Regions from separate parts of the Mus musculus genome. Here region 2 is linked to region 1. Evidence: chromatin contacts called from public Hi-C data. All regions are on one chromosome and are shown on one strand. Each heading gives the region's core, a stretch centred on a gene start, on an enhancer-like site or on the middle of the called end of the contact. The rest is flanking DNA. Distances are from core to core; before and after follow the strand shown.

What was found. Hi-C and Micro-C count contacts between places; a contact is called where the count stands out from the background.
Region 2: a Hi-C map of embryonic limb bud shows a contact between it and region 1, with 1.4 times the contacts expected there. The contact joins two enhancer-like sites. A contact is called at or near these places in 3 of 39 promoter capture datasets (the 3T3-L1 cell line, the HPC-7 cell line and pre-B cells), 1 of 15 datasets of contacts at CTCF or cohesin (CD8 T cells), 8 of 484 Hi-C or Micro-C datasets (LSK cells, cerebral cortex, common lymphoid progenitors and 5 more) and 6 of 115 datasets of contacts at active chromatin or transcription factors (CD8 T cells, a colorectal cancer cell line, embryonic fibroblasts and 3 more).

The regions. Positions count from the first base shown.
Region 1 is chr11:85,923,589-85,927,440 of GRCm38.p6, reverse strand. No RefSeq gene overlaps it. Among named protein-coding and RNA genes, the nearest start is that of Tbx4, 39 kb to the right of the region's middle. Within about 2 kb of position 2,035, at least 85 of the 459 cell types and tissues checked have an H3K27ac peak or open chromatin away from gene starts, as enhancers often do. A contact at or near this core is called in the HPC-7 cell line and embryonic limb bud, where this site is marked.
Region 2 is chr11:85,959,375-85,963,226 of GRCm38.p6, reverse strand. No RefSeq gene overlaps it. Among named protein-coding and RNA genes, the nearest start is that of Gm20759, 63 kb to the left of the region's middle. RefSeq lists an enhancer at 1-2,289. Within about 2 kb of position 2,091, at least 9 of the 459 cell types and tissues checked have an H3K27ac peak or open chromatin away from gene starts, as enhancers often do. A contact at or near this core is called in the HPC-7 cell line and embryonic limb bud, where this site is marked.

The DNA of each region.
Region 1 (3,852 bases), core at 786-3,285:
TTCATCAACCCTTAAACACTGTCACAGAAACATAGAGCTCAGCTGATTTCCTTCTTGAGGTTTCCATGGTCTTCAGACATCCATCTTCCTTAAGCAGGTCCAGTTGCTGTCTCCCACAGCTCTTCTGTAAACTCCACCTCCAGGGTGCACTTTATGGATGACATCTTCAAAGCCAAGGCAACCGCCTGAGAGGTCAGAAGTAAAAGATGGCGTTGTGGGGAGCCATCCCAGGTAGGCTATGTTTTTATGTCCTGGCACATTTGTGGGGCAAACTCGTCGCCCTGAGAAGGGCAGTTAATGAATAGAGAGTTCAGTTCAGTCCTAGTGTAAGCAAGAAAGAGGGCCCGTGTCTGTAATTCTGACAGCATCAGGGTCACTTCAGAGCTGGTGGGGCTCTATTTGTCTTAGGAAATCTCGAAAACTTTTATAGGGAATTTGGAAAATATTTTTGGCCAGCAGGAAAGATAAAAATCCCTGCACACAAAGTACAGGCATGGGCCCAGAGACTGCACAGACAGACTGCTGTAAAACCCCTGTTTAATAAGGCATTAAAATGCCATCGACCTGGACACATTAAAAAAAAGAGAGGGAGAGAAAGAGAGAGCTATGAAAACAAATACCATTCAAATAATTAGGATCTTATGCCTGAGGCCAGCCTCGATGCCAAGCAGGGACTCCCCTGCAGGAATCAGAGACCAGCCCGATCCCAAAAGGAGCACTGGGCCAAGACAAAGGCAGCTCAGGCAGGGCCCTTCCCCTTCCCGGGGAGGAAGTCGTGAGAGCACAGAACCCAAGGGTGGGCACCGCTCCTTTCGGCTCGGCAAGGACAAGGAGGCATTTGAAAGCCTGCTCTAGTTGGGCAAATAGGTGCCAAATTGGGTTGAGAGTTGGCAAGTACCCGTTTGTTTTGTTTACGAACGTAGCGGCAAGGCGAGGGGAAAAGATGTCTTTTCACAAGCTCATACAGGTACGGAAGCTGCTACGGAGAGATTTCCGCTGGGCTGCTGAGCCTTTGGAGGCCAGGTGCCTGGCAGCCCAGTTTCGGCCCCTCCTCCACCCCGCCCCCAGGTTAGTTTCCAAGGACTCAACTCTTATGGTCTGAAAAATTAAGAATTTGTACTCATTATGTCTGTAGGATCACCAGTGTTGTGTAGGCTTGGAAGGTCCGACAGACCTGATTGAAAAGTACATTCATAAGTTGGAATTTTAAATCGGAATGAGTCTCAGGTGCCACTCGCTTTGCAGTTCTGTTGTGGTGTTTGCTTTCTCAGTCTCTCTTAAAATTTGTAACAGTGCTCAGTAACACTCCTTAAGGGATCCCACAGAGAAGTTTGTACCCGATCAGAGTACGCGGCTTCATCCTTTTCTTCAAAGAGAGATTGTAATCCAGTGAAATTTGAAAACGAGAATGTGAAAAGGGGGAGAAAGAGAGAAAGAGAGAAAGGAAGGAAGAAAGGAAGGAAAAGAAAGAAAGAAAGAAAGAAAGAAAGGAAGAAAGAGAAAGAAAAAGAAAGAAAGAAAGAAAGAAAGAAAGAAAGAAAGAAAGAAAGAAAGAAAGAAAGAAAGAAAGAAAATTAAAAATCTATGGGGTTTTTTTCCTGGGGTTAATTTGAATTGGGCCAGTTGGTTTCGTTTTGTAATACAAAAGAAAAATTCAGGCCTTAGGGCCCATGATTTTCATTAAGTTCAGCTTTAGTGAGCTCTAATAATACGGTGGTTTATTAAAAGCGTGAAAAATGTCATCGCGGAGGCCTTCCCTCAACAGCAGCCGCGCCTCCGCCTCTGACTCACGCTTCCTCCGTGGCAGGCTGGGCTGTAAATTTGTGGTCAGGATATTTAAGGTCCACTGAACAGGCTCCTTGAAATCTTTCTTGCCATTTGGCTGAGCTCACGTCCCAATTAGCCATCTATACGGCAGTACGGCAGTACGGGGCAGTAGCTGGACAGCAAACTTGAGCAAGTGGCTGGGTGCTCAGGGCTGTGGTGAATGATTGGTCTGAGAGAGTAGCAGAGAACTCAGAACCCAGTGCCCCGGCAGGAGCCCGCTGGAGGAAATGAAAGGATCAACAGCAGGCAGGGAGCGCACTGTGGCCGATTGTTCCCTGCCACAGCCGTGGGCTTTCTTGTGTGTGCCGGAAATTGACCTCCTCAGAAGCCAAGGATGCAGGCGGCTCAAGGATAACGATAAGGCAGGTGATGATGCTAAATCATCTGCCTCTTATAGCCAATGAGATTGGCCCGCACCTCGGTAATCGTTTCCCTGCCTTAAGCTTATTATAAAAAGCCACATTTTGGGTTGGGTTTGGTTTTCCTCCCATGGAAATGTAGAAATGAGCTGGTGCTAACGGGCCAGGAAGTGCCATGGTTACCGCTCTTTTGCTTATTGTTGTTTTATTTAGAAGCAACTCATTTGGCCCTTAAATGAAGTCTAGAAGGTTGGCTGTTTAAAATGGAAGAAACTAAGAACAAGAAAAATTTGCCTAAGGTTTCCGATCACACCGTGGTAAAGCTGGGAAGCACTTTAGCAAGGGTCGGGAGTGAGGGTGGGGGAATATGGGAGGAGCTTGTATTTTAATGCAAGATCCCAGACAGCCCAGGCTGATCTCCAGCTTGGTCTATAGTCAAGACTAACCTTGAACTTCTTGATCCTCTTCCCTCTACCTCTAGAGTGCTGGAGTTATAGTTGTGTGCCACCGCACCCAGCCTTCCTTAACAACCGATTTATTCCCAGTGTCATCTAGTTTGCCGTGGATTTTGAATGAGAAGCAAACTTTCAAGCCGTCCCTTTCTCTCAGAAGCCTTGAAGAGGATTGGTTAGAAGCAGACCCCTCCCTTCAATATCCTGTGCCACTGAGCCCAAAGGCCCAGGTAGGGAGAGGTGCTCAGGGTACTGAAAAGACCAGGTGTGAGTCTTCCTTCTCAGGCTCCCCTGTCTGCTGCCTGCATTTGGCATTGTACACCTACCTACACATGGGTCCAGGTCTTGGCATCTGGTACAGCAGGCTTAACTGTGGCAGCCTCCAATAAAGCCCCCAAAAGCAATAAATAGAATTTCCCTGAAAAAAAAAAAGAGTCCCACATCTTTTAAGCATCTAAAAGCAAACTGCTGTAGACTGGTGTCCCCGGTTGGGGGAAGGGCAGCAACTTGGATTGTGCACATGTTTTATCTGCATTATTTCAGTGTAAGCCTAAGAGATGGACCGTATTTATTACCCCTAATTAGCATGCCTAGCGACTGACTCACAGAGACTAGGCTCGTGCCTACTAAGTGGCAGATTTCAGCTCATCCTCTGTCCCCTGCCTGGCCAGGCCTCTCCACCCAAAGCTCTGGTAAACCATCCCTGGGAGGATGGCAAAGAGTCCAGAGTATCACAGTAGTGGCAGAGAGCCTGGCCTTTGCACAGAGCCCCAACTTTGCTTGCTGGTCCCTCTGCACTTTGGCTCTCGGCTCCCCTGAGGAGGGAAAATCACCTCCTATCAATATAGGACTTATACATTCATCTACAATCCAGATGTGGTGGTGAACTCCTGTAAGGGCCAGCACTCCAGAGGACAAAGGGACAATCGTGTCAGGGTAGCCTGGGCAACATATGGAGACAGTCAAATATACAAACTAAAATAAACAAGCTTTTAAGATAGACAGCCGTCCTAACAAACATTAGCTATTTGAAAAGAATGAAGTAAAATTCAAAACGCAAGTTCAGTCTTTACTTTGGAAAGCCCTACCAGGTCATGGTGAAGAAATGCATCACTGCAGATATTCTTCATAGGATTGAACTCCCGAACTGCTACAAGGGGTGGAAGAAGGAAGGTGGCTCAGGGAAAGGACAAGTCCCGCAGCCACTAACTAGC
Region 2 (3,852 bases), core at 842-3,341, 36 kb before region 1:
GGGGCAGAATAAGAGGCGTATACAGAATATTTTATAACTTTGTTACCACAGTGAGTCACCAGGTCAAGGCAATACCACAGATCTCCCTAACAGTGTATATTAGACTAAACAGCCTCTTTTCTCATACTCTTGCTGCTAATGGAATTTCTGATTCCTGCCACTATAGTGATTGTGTGGGGGAACATAACTGGCCTCACCGTATCCAAATGCCTCGCCCTCCCAGTATCTTCAGATGTTCACATAGCAAACTACTCTGATGAAGTATTATAGTGTAGTAAAAAGGGCTTTAATGTTTGGCCAGATGTCAGTTCTAATCCCAAGTCTGCTTTGTGCATGTGTGGACCTGGAGCAAGTCACTAAGTCTCTGGAGACCTTGGTTCCCCCATTGAGAAAACGGGGGTTGTGTTCAAACCAGCGGGAGCAATAAGAGGGTGGGAATCACAAAAAAAAAATCTGCAAAGACCAAATGGGCATCTATTTGGTAAGCTCTTGGAGATTACTGAGTGTAGTTTCTTGTTATTTTTCTTCCCAACAATCCTAATATTAGGCTAAAGGATACAAAAAGAGGCCCTGAGTTGTGCGTGGTTCAGTGGATGAGGATGCTTGTTGCTAAACCTAATAACCTGGGTTTAATTTCTGGGTACCGCATGCTCTCTATCTATATTTCTATACCCATTTCTATGTCTATATCTATCTCTCATACACACACATAAGTAAATATAATATTTTAAAAAAGAGTCCAACACCCAAACACAGACTGCTCGTTCCTTTTCTGCTATGAAATTGCATGTTAGGTACTAAAATCCTCTGCTCCCTTTAATGAGAACAAATAGAACTGGGGGTTAGCTCACCCCCAGATGGGATCTCTGCTCCCCGTCTTCATACCCCCATATGCCACCCCATCAACTAATATCTCTAAGACACAGCAGCATCCCTCATGAATGATGCTCCCACTGTCACTGGGGAGTGGGTCAGTGATGGCTGGTTTCTTAGAGCAGGGACTGTGCTGGGTAAAAGGTACCCAGGTCTCCAGCTAGTGTCCGCTGTGGTTTTCTAACATGTTCTTTACTTTATTCTTCTTAAGGGTTCCCTCCCAGCGATGCCTCTCACACATCTAAAAGCAGCTTTTAGCCTTGACTAGCAGTGAAGCTGCCTGCAGATGCATTTTTCTTAAAATGAGCATAGAAATGGTTTAAAAAAAAAAAAAAAACAACAACAAACCTGTCAGGCGTCAAGCAGCCTCACAAATCATTTTTACATGGCTTCCTGCATCTTTGTTTCTAGCAAATCCCTTAACGGGAGGGTGACTCATTGTGTATTTCTTCAAAGAAACGATTTTGCAGGTAGTTGACGTGATTGGGAGAAAGAGTTTTAAATGAGTCGTGTGTTTATTCTGGGGGAGTTGTTGTTTGTTACCTGTGGCCATTAGCTTGATATCTAAACTGCTGGCAATCTCTGGAGTTAGCATCTGTCTGGGCAGCCCTGTAAACCCGGCCCCACGGCCTGACTGCTCAGTGCCTGGCTGCTGTCGCAGCGCCCCATTAGCTGTTCATAAATGCCCTTGCTCCCACTAACCCAAGAACTGATCGCACCTTAGTTTACAAACAGGAACTCTGTGGCACCACATCAGCTTCAAAAGCAGAAACCCCACAGACACCACAAAATTATTTATCTTCCCTCCATGTTGTACTTTTGAAATAAACCCATGTAGGTGACATTTTGATGGCGAGTGCCTCCGAGTTAAAACATAAACAGATCTACACAGCCAAAAACCTCACATTTATCCTCATTTTATTAGGCAGGTGGTGTACACAGCAGCCGATTCCCGCTCAGGTTTTACACGTACTTCATGTGTGTTTCTCCAAAAAACAGGAGTTCCTCTGTCAGAAGTGTGGAGGTGGACGCTGGGTGACGGGGATACTGCAATTTCTGCTCCCGGCAGATGTGATTTACAGGTCCTTAAGATGCCAGGGTTCTCTTTGTCTTTTACATTGCAATTTATAGCCAAGGAATTTCCGAGTTTCCCTTCCTCTTGCTGAACAGTCTGAACAAACAAACGGTGTGCACTCGGGGTCTGTTTCCCAGCCCACTTTCCAGGCACTGGTCTTATTTTTCCTCCCCTGACCTCACGTGTGACATAAACTGGGTTCTGCGTTGAGTTGTTTGAACCCAGAAGGCAGGCACATCGTGGAAAACTTAACTGGTGAGAATGAGCTTTTGTGTTGTTGGGTTTTTTTTTGTTGTTGTTGTTTTTCTTAAAACTATGCCTCAGAGTGACCGGTCTGATAAAACCCAATATTCTCAATACAAGGGGCAAGGAGGGACTCTTAGTGCCCCACACATGCCCCACTTCCCAATACATCTTTGATACACTTAAAGAATGAAGATTTTCCTTTTTTTTTTTTTTAGATGTTTGCCCTTGAAGTTAAAAATAAACTATATCACAACATGAAGAAAACTGTGTGGAAAAATAATAGAATGGAGGCCTCTTGCTACTGTCTAGGTGCGGGAACCCAGTAGTTCCCATTTCCAGCTGCTTCTGTATATTGTACTGTATGCATACTTTAACAATATGGACTTTCAATATGTATTTTTTATCTGAACGGTACAATGCTACGCATATTCTCACGAAGCTTGCTTTGTTTCTCTCCATATTCCAACCCATGCAGATTCGACTCCTTCACTTCCTCTCTGAGACAGTATCATGTCCAGCCACCCTATGAGAACCCATGTATGAACTTCCTGTTGGTGAGGACAGCCTCCTTGCTGCCCCTTGCTACTGTGAACATTCCTGTGCCTGTGTTTCATACACACATTGTAAACATTTCTCTGGGCCGTATCCTGACCAGAGACCGAATGTTCACTGCTTCAATTATCAGTGGAGTCTCCAAGGGGGAGGGACAAAGTTACTGTCCATCCTGAGGGCCTGTTTCATTATCTTCCCAACACTCTGGTTACAAGGCCTTTTTATGTTAGCTAATCTGATGCAGGACGAGTACCTCATTTCCCTGTTTACTTAGTGAGGTTTGGTGTCTATTTCTTTATTGACCACTGTGGTTTTCATCTTTTGTGAAGTTTACGTTTGTAACTCTGTGTCTAGGCGGCATGGCCTTTTTCGGCCTTGTCTGTAGAGATTCTCTGTAAAACCTGAGCCCTTGTTCTTGACTGGGTCTCTGTGTTTCAGATATCTTTCCCTAGGTTCCTTTTCCTCTTTCCTGTGGTGTGTCACTGATAAACTTGAGCCTTTCAAAGCAGTCAAGTAATCTCTTTCTCATCTGTGTACGCATTTGTGTCTTAATGACTTTGACTTTATGCTATGTCATCACTTCAGGTGGGACAGATGTCCCTTCCTTGTTTCCTTCAAAATGATGATGCCCTTGGATTTATGGATGTATTTCTTATTCTTGCTCCTGGCTTTTCTAGTTAGATGCCTTGGCTTTGAATATCAGTTTCTAGACATCTGATGATTTCCACAGACACACTGAAGATCTTTCTGGAGTGCAGACTGCAGCAGCCATCTCTCCCCTGACCCTGCCTCTCTTCCCTCTGTATAGTTCAGCCCCACTTTGGCCATTTCTGACTTTCAGAGTGTATCCCTCCACATAGCTGGCTAAATAACTGGTCAGAGAAAAATATCAAAGAACTTCAACTCTGTGTGGTTGATTTTCAGTACTAGGAATCAAACCCTCTAGCCTTGAAGAGTAGGCACACACTCTACCAACCAAGCTCAACCAGCCCGAAAACTGGACAAGAGACAAAGAGTGCTTTAAGACAGCAGAGCTTGCCAGCTGTCTCCAGGTGTCAGGGTCCCCACCTGTAGCCTATTAGGGTTTTTATAAGGGTTACAGGGTA